Regions from separate parts of the Triticum aestivum genome. Here region 1 is linked to region 2. Evidence: chromatin contacts called from public Hi-C data. All regions are on one chromosome and are shown on one strand. The core of a region is the stretch at or near the end of the contact, and the rest is flanking DNA. Distances in the headings are between cores, read along the strand shown. Region 1 holds the start of LOC123156041. Region 2 has its middle 15 kb from the start of LOC123159537.

Evidence for each region. A called contact is a pair of places that touch in the nucleus more often than the background predicts.
Region 1: a contact with region 2 is called in a Hi-C map of leaf, with 7 times the contacts expected there. The contact joins the promoter of LOC123156041 here to the enhancer-like site in region 2. A contact is called at or near these places in 5 of 5 Hi-C or Micro-C datasets (leaf, root and an unstated tissue) and 1 of 1 datasets of contacts at active chromatin or transcription factors (leaf).

Annotation. Positions count from the first base shown.
Region 1 is chr7B:49,422,913-49,429,828 of IWGSC CS RefSeq v2.1, reverse strand. It overlaps LOC123156041, which reads right to left and starts at 2,293. Exons shown (of 10, transcript XM_044574209.1): 1 at 1-2,293. The coding sequence starts at 2,069.
Region 2 is chr7B:49,349,273-49,356,038 of IWGSC CS RefSeq v2.1, reverse strand. No RefSeq gene overlaps it. Among protein-coding and RNA genes, the nearest start is that of LOC123159537, 15 kb to the right of the region's middle. Within about 2 kb of position 4,293, at least 6 of the 8 cell types and tissues checked have an H3K27ac peak or open chromatin away from gene starts, as enhancers often do. A contact at or near this core is called in leaf and root, where this site is marked.

The DNA.
Region 1 (6,916 bases), core at 1,044-3,543, 76 kb before region 2:
ATAGATTCTGGAGGCGCAATAGGACCTAACTGAATTCCTTGCATCCGAGCATCGATAGCTCTGACATAATCATGAGGAACATCATGGGCATATTCTCCAATTGGTTCTGCTACTGGATGATTTGAATTCTTAAATGCACTAGCATCAATCCCTTGTGGATTGCTACTGACTCCATTTGCCAGGACTTGTGATGGCTGCATACTGTAAGGGTGTTGCTGCTGACGTTGGTACATGAGAAAATCTTCAGCAAGCGTGTGCGGAGGCTGCCCTACAAAAACTCCATTTGAAGTAGGTATACTGGAAAGAGGTACAGTAACCATGGTGGGTTGAACCAACGCTCCTGCATCTTGAGATGGTTCTGCTTGAACTGCTGGATTTCTGGCAGAAAGTTTTGGATCAAACTGGGCCATCATCCCTGCTGTGCTCTCAGCTCTGGGTTCTGATATGTAATTAGCAGATGTTACTGGAACTGCAGCTGGAACCTGTTGTTTGGTTGCATCCTCTTGATGGAGGCTGTAAAACACTGGACTAACATCAGGATAATTCAGTGCGCGAGGATTTCCCTGCTCCTGTATCATGTTATCCGAATGGGCATGCGGCAGTATTTTCTGGCACATCGTGCAATCATCGTACCTCACTGCTGGCACAGTAGCTGAGCTTACCACCACTGGGAATGCCCTCGAGCTCATCATCACCGGTGAGCTTGCTGTGCTTGTGAGTACCGTCTGGACGCCATATCTCTGAGCATCACTTGCCTGCAAAGTCGTATGAGGCAGAGGAGGAAGCTCTGAAAGTGGCTGCAGTACCCTGTAATTCGGATCAACTGCAGTTTGCATTGGTCTTGTGAAATGCAGATTCTCCAGAACACGTTCTGTACCTGCAGAAACAGGCCTCAAAGCACCAATTTGGGCACCCGTGGTCGCCATGGAGTTTGTTCCCAGAGTACTGGGCACATACTGGCTCATGTGCGCAGGCATCAGATTAGCGGACTGAGATACACCATGCAGACCAAATTGCTGTGCATTGACGTACTGGATTTGTTGAGGCTCTAGGTATGATTGTGGCATTTGCGAAGTATAAGCAGTAACCTGAGGCAGCTGCGGCGGCGGCGCATAAGAAGCAACTTGAGGCTGCTGCGGCGGCGCATAAGAGGCAACCTGAGGCTGAAGTGGCGGCGCATAAGAGGCAGCCTGTTGAGCCGGCTGCTGATGCTGTGCATAAGAGGCAACCGGAGCCGGTTGATGCGGCGGCGCATAGGAGGCAACCTGATGAGGCTGCAGCGGTTGTGGCTCCGACCTAAGCAACAAGGGGTTGTGCGCCGGAATGCCCATTGCCGGAGCTGACGCTGCGACAGCACTAAATCCTAGCGACTGCGGAAAGGGACTAGCATGGTTGGTGTGGCTCCCAGCTGAATACAAATATTCAGGCGGGACGGAAGGGGGCGGCACGGCCCGCGGCGACATACCTTCAGCGAGGCCGGCGGGCTCGGAGGCCTCGGAGTTGTGCGCGGACGAGCCGCCGCTGGCGACGCTCTCCCTGCGGCGGATGGCCGCGACGGCGTCCGCGGAGACGCAGTTGATGGCGTCGATGTAGCGCTGCCCGGTCTCGTCGACGGCGAGGTGCGAGCCGGAGCCGGACGGCTCGCCCCCGGAGGCCGGGAAGAGGAAGACCCGGAGCTTGGCGGAGCCGTCGGGCGCGGCGGCGGCCAGCTTCTCGTACTCCTCCAGCATGTTGTCGTAGTCCTCGGCGCAGGAGACCGAGACGAGCGAGTCCAGGTCCTCCCCGGGGAGCTGGTACTTGACGAGCACCCCGCCGGCGGCTCCGGCGGACTCGTCGACGGCCTCGACCTTGCGCATGAGGTCCCCGAAGGAGGCGGCGCGGGGCACGGAGATGAGGCGCATCTGGCCGCCCACGTAGCGCAGCGCCCCGTCCCCGGACCTCGGCGCGATCCGGCCGCCGTAGCTGCACAGCAGCTTCACCTTCCCCGCCCCGGCCTCCTCCTCCCCCGCCCCCGCCGCCGCCAAACGCGCGCTCGGGCTCCCCGTGTCCGCCGTCCCCCTGCTCGCCATCGTCGCCGCCGCCGTCCTAGGTTTCGGGCCGCCGCGGAATCACGTGGGGCGCGGCGCGGAACGGCCGGAGGTGGGGATAAATTCCAACTTGTCCTCCTGTGTATCCGCGCGGGCGCGGGCGCGGGCTTTCTCGGCGGGCTGCGCTAACAGAACAGAACGGAAAAGAGCACGGCGCGGCCGCTGGTTATATCGGACCGGAGCGCGGAGTGGCTGAATCAGTAGTACAGCAGTGCGCGATGCGGTGAGAGCAACTGCGAGCGACGGTGGATGGGGATGGGTTAAACTCGGCGTGGACCGGATTGGTAGATCACTTTTTTGGGGTGGGAGGCTGGGATTAATTAAAAATCGTGGGAGAAAGGGGATGCGCCATGTGTCCCGTTGTGTGCCGTGTGCATATCTAGCGCTGGCACGATAATAAAATACGGTAATTTTTATGTACTCCTTTTTCCTAGGGTTGTATTCTTTTTGTACTTACGATATACTGTACTGTACGTACTACTGCTAGTACTCCGTGTCGGTTTGCTGCACGAGCCGCGGGGGTCCGCTCGTGTGCTCGTGGGTGTGACTATGTTGGCCGCTTTCGTTTGATGGACAGACACGTTGCAGCTTGCCCAGTGCGTGCTCCTGTTGACCTCTCTTGATCTGGGAGTATAGTACGCCACTGTGTGTACTGGGTGAAGGCATGGCGCATGAGATGATGATGCATATGGGCCGACGTGTTTGTCATGGCCATGCAGGCGAGGCGGTTTTGCTGATGCTGCACACCGGTGCCGACATTGGCTTCGTATATCGCTGGTGTGCCACCGATGAGCTTTTCTCGTCCGCTGGAGCCATAGGTTCGGTCTGGTGCCTCCCCTTGTTGCCGCGTGTCCAGCGGGCTCATGCTCCTGTGGTGCTGTCCGGGAAAGAGAGGCACGCAGACCACAAACACCAGAGGGTGGCCATAAACTAAGCGCGCAGGTAGCCACGCGTCAAGCGGCATCCCGAGCAGCTCGTCGTCGTCAGGAAACGAGCAGGCCAGAACAAGCCCTGTGCGAGAGCAGATCTGAGAATGGCCAGCGCCACTTAACACAAAGCTGAACTCTAAGAGCATCTACAACCGGACTTCTCAAACCCACCTCATACGCTCGGACAGACCGTCCGGTCATGATTTTTTGATTCAGACGGCCCCTCAAACGTCCGAGTTGACCGGCACCCTCCAAATCCAGCCCAAACATGGGGCGAATATGAGGCGTCCGGACACGCCTGCCACGTCGGCATGACGGCATGGCCCCACACAAAAACGACCGGAAACCGGCGATCCGACAGACTCCAGTCCATCGATGTGGTGTGAACGCCGCGTGGCGCCGATCCGACTCGCCGCGCAAGACGAAAACCGGCTATTTAAGCCGACCGACATCCCGCAACCCTAACCCATCCCTCCCCCCTCTCCGCACCGCTAGTCCGAGCCCATCCACCACCCCCCCCTCTCCTGCTCCGGCGCTCTGTCCACTCTCCGGCAATTAGCCATGGTCCAGAGCAAGATCACCTACTATGCAATGATGATGGAGCGCCACTACGAGATCCAGTGGCAGATCCGGACAAGGAAAACCGCGCGCGCCGTCCGCATCGCTGCCGGGCTGCCTCCAGACTCGCTGGAGCCGGAGGAGATGGCTCCGATGGAGGTGGAGGAGGCGGAGGAGCTGGACCAGCAGGTGCCGGCCTTCAACATGGAGCAGGCGAAGGCGGAGTTCGCCGTCGCCCAGTCCGACAAGATGGCCAAGCAGCAGGCCATCCTAGAGTCCGTCCAGGATGAGGCCTATGTGAAGGCTAGCTGGGCAGTCCGACGAGCTCTTCGCCGAGCTCGACACGGAAATAGAGGCGGAGGAGGCCAGAGCGGAGCAGCTGGAGGAGCCGGAGCTACAGCTGTCGCCCATGCTGTCGAAGCCGACGGAGATCGTCGACATCTCCGACGACGAGTAGCTAGTTGATCGACGTAGTACGCAGGATTATTTTAGTTTGCATGTTTTTGCATGGATTTGAGAGTCTAATATGAAAAGTCCGAATGCAACAAGTGAAATTTGAGGTGTGCCCGGCCACTGCCCGCAGACGCGCCCCCGCGGGTGTTTGAGGGGCCGAATTTGCCATATGTGGTTGTAGATGCTCAACGCTCCAAACCCGGCTTAAATGCCCGAGCAGACGGCCTCGTCACCAAATATCGACCCAAACGGATGACTCAAACGCTCAGGCTGACCAGTATCCCTCATACCCAACCCAACTATAAGGCGGATATGGGGCGCCCGTGCGGGTCCGCCGACACCGCTGTAGGTCGTAGCGGGCCCACCTGCAGCGACAGAAACTCCGTCCTCTCTCAGCGGTGCACCCAAATTTTAGTCCCATATCCTCGCGTGAGGTGGACGCCGACCGGCTAAAATAGTCCCATATCCCATGTTATTGTGTAGGTCTATCAATTCTCGCCGCGTGAGTAAGATAACTTGACACTAGACTGCATTTCATTAACTGATAATTGTTCATCTAGTGTCAAGTTCGTCTCATTCATGTACCCCTACTACAATGACAGTAGATTTTTATTTTTCTCGTCGACACATTGTGATTCATACAAAGAAATACTTACATGAATGGTTTCCTTGTCAAGGAGATAGACCCTGACTAACATAGAAGATTCATAGTGATAGTCTATATTCTTAACAAAAAATGCAATGATGTCAGAAGCTTATCGCTTCTGGACAACCCAACTTTTTAAACCGGTTGACTAGCTCGTCACATGGCGAGATGGGACTAATACGGGTGTGAACAACTTAACTATGAGCAATTTTTGATGTGCTATGACACCCCAGTCGGGTAAAGACGGACGGATGATCTTTGTGCATGACCCTGCATATAATAGATGTTTTGAAAATATGGTATGTGGTTGTAAATGATAAAATCTGAGGTCGCGCTCAGTCATCGTCGTGGACGTGTCTGCGGACGTTTGAGGACCCGAATTTGCAACATGAGGCCGTGGATGGTCTAAGAGCAACTCCAACCGGGCAACCCAAACGGACGCGCGGTTTGTCCGCTTTTTATCCGTTTGTGTCGGCCAGGCGGACAGACGGCCGACCCAAATTTACACACGTATAAAAAATAGAAAATGATAAACACGTGGCACATATAACCATAATAGAAACTTGATTACCCATAGGGTTGGTCAACCGCCGGCCAAAGTCTACTTAAAACATAATTAAGCATTAATTAAAACTAAAATAAGTTCGTGCCCGCACGCAGCCCTAGACGTTCGCTTTGCCCTTGCCCATGTCGTCGTCATCGCCGTCGGTGAGGTCGATGAAGATGGGCGGCAACCCAGCCCAGCCGAAGGCGACTTCATAGACCGCCAGGGCTACCTCCTCCGGCGTCTGCTGCAGCGGCGGCAATGTGGCGACGCGGGTGCGTTCCTCCTCCTCTTCCTGCCGCTCCCTCTTCATTTGCAGCTCGCCATCAGCGTGCTCCTCCGCCAGCCTGCGTTGTCGGCAATGCTCTAGAAACATGGCCTCATGCGTCGGTGTCGCGCCGAGCCAAACAAGGGGGTGCGCCGACCCACTCTCGCCATGTGGGACCACCGCGGACACCGAGACAACGCGCTTCGTGTCTGGGCCGATTCATTTCAGGCGTAAATTTGGGCCAAAATTTGGTACGAGCATACGCGAAGCAGACGGGTTTTGAGAATGGGTGAGCGCGTTGGGCCAGCATTTTTATCCACGACAATCCAAACAGACGTGTGCAGATGAAATGAGTCGGCCAGTTCCACGACGATGCAAACGGACGTGGACAGACGAAATGGGTTCCCCGTTGTAGTTGCACCTCGGCCGAGCGCAGTTTCCTCTGTCTGCTACTCGAGAAGCTATAACTAACTTTCTCTTCTCTAAAGAAAATGACTAACTAATCCCGTCCTGGTCACCGTCGTCAGAAACGAGTAGATTAGACAAATGGTAGAGCAGATCCAGCGCCTCTTTAAACTTAAACAAAGCCTGAGCCCCGCACCAGCCAACCGCAGCTATGCCCGGTTCAAAAAAAAAAAAAAAAAGCCAACCGCAGCTTCTTCCCGCAAACAAATTTTACCCTGGTCAAACATGCGGCCCAGAGGGGCCGAATTTCGTGTTTTGACCCTTTTTGGATAGTATTTCAGGATCTGACTTCTATTTGAAATTTTTTCGAGATTTGACCCTTTTGCTACCGCCAGGGCCTCTGGCGGTAGGGTTAGATAGCCTACCGCCACGGCGCATGGCGGTAGGGGTGCGACGGAGGGGGATGTCGGCCGTTTGACTGCGCTGAACGTGGTTAAGCACCTACCGCCAGGAGCCCTGGCGGTAGGCTGTGCGACCCTACCGCCAGAGGCCATGGCGGTAGGGTCCTGTTTCAGTGTAATGTTTCTGTAACGAAGAATTGAAGGGCCCTGGCGGTAGGCTGTGCTACCCTACCGCCAGAGCCCATGGCGGCAGGGTCCTGTTTTTTATGAATTTAAGTTCAATTGCTTGCTTCTTTTCAAATTCAATATGACAGTAATATTATAGCAAGTTTCACAAATATGACAACAATATCACATATCTCAAACAATTAAACTTGGGCATCACATACACATTAACAAATTTGAAGTGCATAGAACATTTCAAACGAACTTCAACTAATTAGTAAACGGAGTTCCACATAGTTTCACAAATAACAAACACATAGATTCACAAATAGCAAACACATAGTTCCACGTAGCTTCATAACCACTAGAAAAGTTCAACCAAACGAAGTTCAACCAAACTAAAAGAGCCAACTATCGAAGAGCATAATCAGTTGCTCCTTCCCCTCTTGGAGGTACGGTC
Region 2 (6,766 bases), core at 3,044-5,543:
CAGCCTGATAAAACTCGCTTATCTCCCAAGCGCCGTAATCAATGGCGCGGTTGGATTACCCACGCCCGTATTGATGAGAATCCCGGAATAAGGGGACACGATCTCTTCTTTGATAAGACGTGCCAAGGAAACCGCTTCGCTAAACACGCTGAGGTGGGACAGTAAAAACGATTCCAATAAAGGCTTGGCCGTGGTATGTGGAATTTATTTTGCAGAGCCGGACACTATCCTTGTGTTCAAAATCTTCTATGAAGTATTCGGAGGAGGAACCCACCTTGCAATGCCGAAGACAATATGTGCGTCGGACTCGTCGTCATTGAAGCCTGGTTCAGGGGCTACTGAGGGAGTCCTGGATTAGGGGGTGTCCGGATAGCCGAACTATCACCGTTGGCCGGACTCCTGGACTATGAAGATACAAGATTGAAGACTTCGTCCCGTGTCCGGATGGGACTTTCCTTGGCGTGGAAGGCAAGCTTGGCAATACGGATATGTAGATCTCCTACCATTGTAACCGACTCTGTGTAACCCTAACCCTCTCCGGTGTCTATATAAACCGGAGGGTTTTAGTCCGTAGGACGAACAACAATCATACCATAGGCTAGCTTCTAGGGTTTAGCCTCTTTGATCTCGTGGTAGATCTACTCTTGTACTACCCATATCATCAATATTAATCAAGCAGGAGTAGGGTTTTACCTCCATCGAGAGGGCCCGAACCTGGGTAAAAACATCGTGTCCCTTGTCTCCTGTTACCATCCGCCTAGACGCACAGTTCGGGACCCCCTACCCGAGATCTGCCGGTTTTGACACCGACACCCATGTAGGTCATCACCAAGTATCACATGTGCTGGCCGAACTTTGGCTTGTTGACGAGAGCGCACAGATTTGTCTGTCATCAACTAAGTGGCGGGTTGCTGAAACTCCAACATAACTCATATCGCCTCTCATGGACGATTGTGTATTTTCAAAGTTCAGTGCAATTTTTTCAAAGTTCCTTTAAGATCCAAAATTTGTTTTTTCTTGTCACGACCTCCTCGAATGTCCAAATACAATGAATTTTTGCACGCACATGAGCATCTCAGATGTAAAAAAAGTCATTTTTTGGCTATTCTTAATGATTTTACTATTTATGGCGAGGAGCATATGAGCCCGGGCTCCGAATTGCCCTGTTCGAAGAGGAAGAACCACATATGAAATGTCTAAACCTCTCTGCCAGAAAGAAAGAATGCAAGGGAGGTTGAGGAAAAATATAATGCCATGTGAGATTTAATGATGTTGAAACCGATGAATTCTCCCTCAGTAGAGAATTGAGACGGGGATACCCGCTCACCCCAATCTATTATTAATTTGCGCACTAGGTTTATCAAGCTTACTGGCTCATGAAGAAGAGACTGAAGGAATTGATGAAGTCTGGGTATGTAGGAATGCACCCTCGATATCCCACTTGTTATTTGCTGATGATTCGTATATTCTTATGAAGGCAATTTCTATGAATGCAAATACTCCCAAAAAAGTGCTAGATGCTTACCGTCATAGTTCTGGACACAACTTGTTGGTGTTGCGAAGTCTAGTATTTACTTTAGACCAAACACAAGAGTTGATGTAAGAGCTGAAGTGCGTTAGATCCTAGATATAATGGCTAAAGCATTAACTAATAGATATCTAGGATTACAAACTATGGTTGGAGGGAATTGATCTGATTATTTCCAGCATATTTTTGATCACGCCTGCCAGTGGTTAAAGGGATGGAAGGAGAAAGTGTTCTCTTTGCATGGAAAGGAGATACTCCCTCCGTCCGAAAATACTTGTCATCAAAATGGACAAAAAAAGATGTATCTAGAACTAAAATACATCTAGATACATTCCCTTTTATTCATTTTGATGACAAGTATTTTCGGACGGAGGGAGTATTACTTAAGGTAGTAGTTGTGAGTGTGACCGGTGAGATTGTTGGGTTTTCGTGGGGAGACGGTGATAAGGGGGAGAAAATGCACTAGTTTTCGTAGTAAAAAATGTGTACTCCAAAGGCGAAGGGTGGTATGGGTTTCAGACCTTCACAACTTTAATCTTGCTATGTTAGCAAAACAATGTACGCAACTAGTCTAGAATCCTGGGTCATTGTGCACGTGTTTTCAGCGCAAAATATTGTCTAGATGGAAATGTCCCAAAGGCGAGAAATAGAGTGTCTCATCCTATACTTGACAAAGTATTGTTCTTGGTATTCTGACATTCCAGAGAGGTTGTATTTGGCGTGTAGGGATGGGATCACAAATTGATATCTGGAAAGATCCTTGGATTCCTAAGAGTGCGACCAACAAAGTTATCACGCCGAGAAGTGTAATTCTGTTGTCTAAAGTCAATCCCCATAGCGAAGAGTGGGACAAGATTCTAATCCGAGATGTGTTCTCTTCGGTTGACGCTCACCTGATATTACAGACTCCCCTTAATGCTAATTTTCTTGATGATTTTGTTGCTTGGCACTATACCAAGTTCATGAAATGATTTTCTAGCGTAATCGGTTTCTACCGGATAAGTTGCTGCCGTCCATCTTTTCTGTGGGATGTATGCACATATTACTCTATCAATTGTTATACCATGCATTGTCTCACACATATACATCATACTACTTTCTCTCTCCTTCAATCCATCTAACTTTCTTACGCAACTCTAGGACGTATGGGACAACTAGTGAGGAGAACCCATAGTAGAGTGATTAGTGGGTATGTTTCGAGTAAAAAGGTATCATTACATCCCATCCACCCATGCTTTTCCATTTGATTATATAGTTAGTATCAATTATATCTTTTGAACCAAATATCATATTGACAAACCATTTGGATTAGTATTCACGATATTTAAATCTTTAAAACAAGATCAATTTTGAACACGTTTGAAAAAATCAAATTTAAATTACAAAAGTATATTGAAATTTATATGAACCGTTTCACGTGTTTTCATCGTATTTTATATGCTCATTTCGCATTTCAGTACTATTTCATTCAGGTTTCATTTCTATTTTCAGAGTTGTCAAATAAGTTTTCATATCATTTTGTTACATTGTCTTGCATGGTTGGGCTGGGCTCTAAAACTGTTCTTTTCACATATTTTTATATGATTTCATTTCTGTGTCAATGCACTTTGATAAGTTTTCAATTTTTTTCCATATACTCGCTTTAGCATGTTTTCGTTGTTGTTTCATTCCACAGATCTTTAATGTTTCATCCCAGATTTTATACAACTTTCACTAGGATTTATTACAATCCCTTTTTGCATGTTTTCATCATTGGTTCATTTCGGTATCATTATTGTATCATCTCATATTTCATACTTCCTCCATTCCCAAATATAATTCTTTCTAGAGATTTCAACAAGTGACTACATACGAAGCAAAATGAATGAATATACACTCTAAAATATGTCTACATAAGGATGTATGCTGTAGTCCATTTGAAATGTCTAAAAAGACTTATATGTAGGAACGGAGGGAGTACAAGTTTATGATATCAAAATTTGAATTTAAACTTGTTTAACGCATGTCCAAATTTGATGTTGTTTTAAAGATTTAAATGTCATGAATAAAAATCTGCAAACGGATTGTATTTACAGATAATGAAACGGACCATATGACAGTTGCTTTAAAGATAGTTATTACATCGAATTGTCCAAAGCTACTTATATTTACAGGACTCTCGATGCAAAAGAATGCACAGTTCGTACTTCGTAGTGCCAAGTGAACGAGAAATAAGCTGGACCTTCATGTTCATACATACAGTCCTAAAAAAAGAGTATTCATGCTCGTACCAGCGGTAAATCTCGGTGATAACGAAAGCTGCACCGAAAGAAGAGCGGGAGCTGCTGCACCATCTCGAAGAGGAGATGGTATCTCGGGGTGCGTGATGTGTGCTGAGCGAACCCTAGTAACGGGGGACACGGCCGGCCGGATGCGCCAAAGCGGCCGACATGACCATGCCCACCGCCAAATCGCCCCAAGCGGCACCCTGCCCTCCCCGAGTCTCCACAATCAAAGATTACGCGTCCATATCATTTCGAAAAAAGAAGATTACAACCATCCGAGTCGACTCTTCCCTTCCTGTTTCTTCTCTGGAGATTAACCGACTCTGCGTCGCACAACAGATCGCGTCAGGCCGTCCCTTTTCCTCTTGCTAGTAAGTTACATCCCCATCAAAATAAAAAGTTACGTAGATCCAAAACCCCGAGCCAAGGGGATAGCGCTTTTGGACTTGGACGCCGACCAGAAGAAAAGGCAGCGTGGGAACGGCGTCTTCAGATAAGCGACGACCCTGACGAGGGCTTGGTCGTGGTCGTCCACGTTAAGCGACCCCGTGGCGGGACCTGGTGCCGCGTGGCAGCGCGGAAACCCCGAGGTTTGGACGGTGGGCGGCGGAGCCGGAGCCTTGGCCGCGGCGTGGGGGCGGTGGTGCGCCGTGGGCGGCTGACGGGGACGGAGGCGGGCGGTGGATCGTGGGGAGGTGGTCGCGGTCGCGCAGAGTTTTTCTGGTGCGTGCGTGTGAACGCGGTAGCGGCAGCGGCAACACGGGCTGATGGGCCATGCTGGCCCTTTCTTACTATACTGGGCTAAAGCCTGCCCTGCATCTGCTGTGGGTTAAGAAGACCGGAAGCAAACTGAAAGCAAGTTTGGGATTTCGTCGAATCATTCGCAAGATCACCTTGTCAACAGACCAGAGCTTTCTGACAGAGGCTCTTTTAACGATGTTTTATGTCAGAGTTCGGCCTGCCAGTATCTGAATTGGTTGTGTACGTTTCATTCGCAAAACAAAAAAGAGAGTGAAACATGTGCTTTTTTTCTTCTACAGAAAAATCGTTACAGCTCGTTGGATTACCTCACACAACTACAACTCTGGATGTCACCTGCTCTGAATTCAGGACGAACCAGTGGAGCGCTTTCCAAAGTGTGTGCGTACAAATCAAATGTCCAGGGGGAGTGCCAGCAACCTTCGCAGTTCAAGAATCAATGCACGCGATCCTTCCCCGAAAATAAAATAGAATAAAAGTCTGACCGTAAGACACATCATCCTGAGCAGCTCGCGCCATCTCGTGATGTTGTTCACAGTGATTTATCCAATATTCCCTCCGTCCCATAATATAAGACGCTTAATGTCTTATATTGTGGGACGGAGGGAGTACTTACTAAAACTTTTTTGTGTGTATTTTCTATCTTGGGTTTCATTGGTTTGCGGTTTTCAGTTTTCTATGATTCTGGATTTTATTTTAATTTCTCCTTTCATTTTGGTTTGTTTTTAAATTTTTATTTGTCTTTGGTTTTCATTTTTCTATGTTTTTGTCGATTTCCTTCAGTTTTCACGTTTTTACATTATTGTTCTCTTTTTCGAAAACATGTCGACTTTATTAATACATGTCATACATTTCTATCTACACGCAACACCTTTTTTATACACGTTAGCCATTTAAAAAAAATACACGATTACCATTTCTTCAATTCATTGTTTGAAACATTTACTTTGAATAAATTTTAATTCATTTTGAAATGCACGTTTAACTTATTTTATTATATTAGGCAACTTTCTTACTATGTGATGAAATTTTCTAAAAATGTGATTAGATTTTTTTTCAAATGCAGGATTTTTAAAAACGTCATGAACATTTTTATTACAATTTGCGGACATTTTTTAAATGTCACGTACATTTTTTTCGACGGTACAGTTTTTTAACTTCTGCAAAAACAAAAATTATATAAAAGTTTCCAAAAAAAATGTGAAGAACATTTCTTGAAATGCATGAATTTTTTTTAATGGTACAGAATACTTTTGAAAAATATTACAAATAATTTCTACATTATGTACATACCTTTTTTAAATGTCACATATTTTGATTAAATACGTGCACTTTTTATAAATGCCGTAACTTTTTTTAATGCTATCAACATTTCAAAAAGTTATGCAAACATTATTTCTACACTAAATGAACATTTTTAAATGTGCGATGACCACTTGTAAAAACTATAATTTTACAATATCTATATTTTCTGAAAATACAAACAAAAATTTAAAGAAGAAAAAAACAAAAGAAACAAAATGAATGAACGGACTAACGTTCGTAGGAACAAAAGGCCGGCCGATTAGCACGTCACAGAGGCGAGGAGACGTGGCCCGTAGGCCGTGTTCAAAACACACGACCCTGTTTGAGATTCTTGGCCGGGATAATTGTTTGGGGTAATTCCCGTTCAATCCAAATTAAGTATAATTGCCGATGCTTCGGGGAGTGCTTACAGGTAGACCAACTAGTTAACAGTGCTCCTTCGGAAGGCTTACAACGATCAGCGTCATTTGGCACGCTCTCAGCCGCCCGCCACGTGTCGCGCTTTGGTCGCTCTCTTCAAATTTTGTTCTATTTTTATTTTATTTTTTCGCACATGTTTTTGGCTTTTTAAACGGTTTTCCCCTTTTTTCGATGTTTCGGTTTTTCATCGGTCTTCCTTAACTTTTGGAACAATTTTTTTTCTCAAAAAAAAAAAATTGTTGCGCGAAAAAACATATTTTTTTTTATTTCGTGAGAGTCACGGGTTTGCTTCCGCGAGAGGCACGGTTTTGCCTTCGCGAGAGTCACGGCCGTGACTCTCAGAAACTAAAAAAAAACGTGTTTTTTATTTTTTTTCCTTCCGCAAGAGGCACGGTTTTGCTTTCGAGAGAGGCACGGTTGTGCTTTCGGAAACAGAAAAAGAAGTTTTTTCTATATTTTTCATTCCATGAGGGGCATGGTTTTGCTTCCG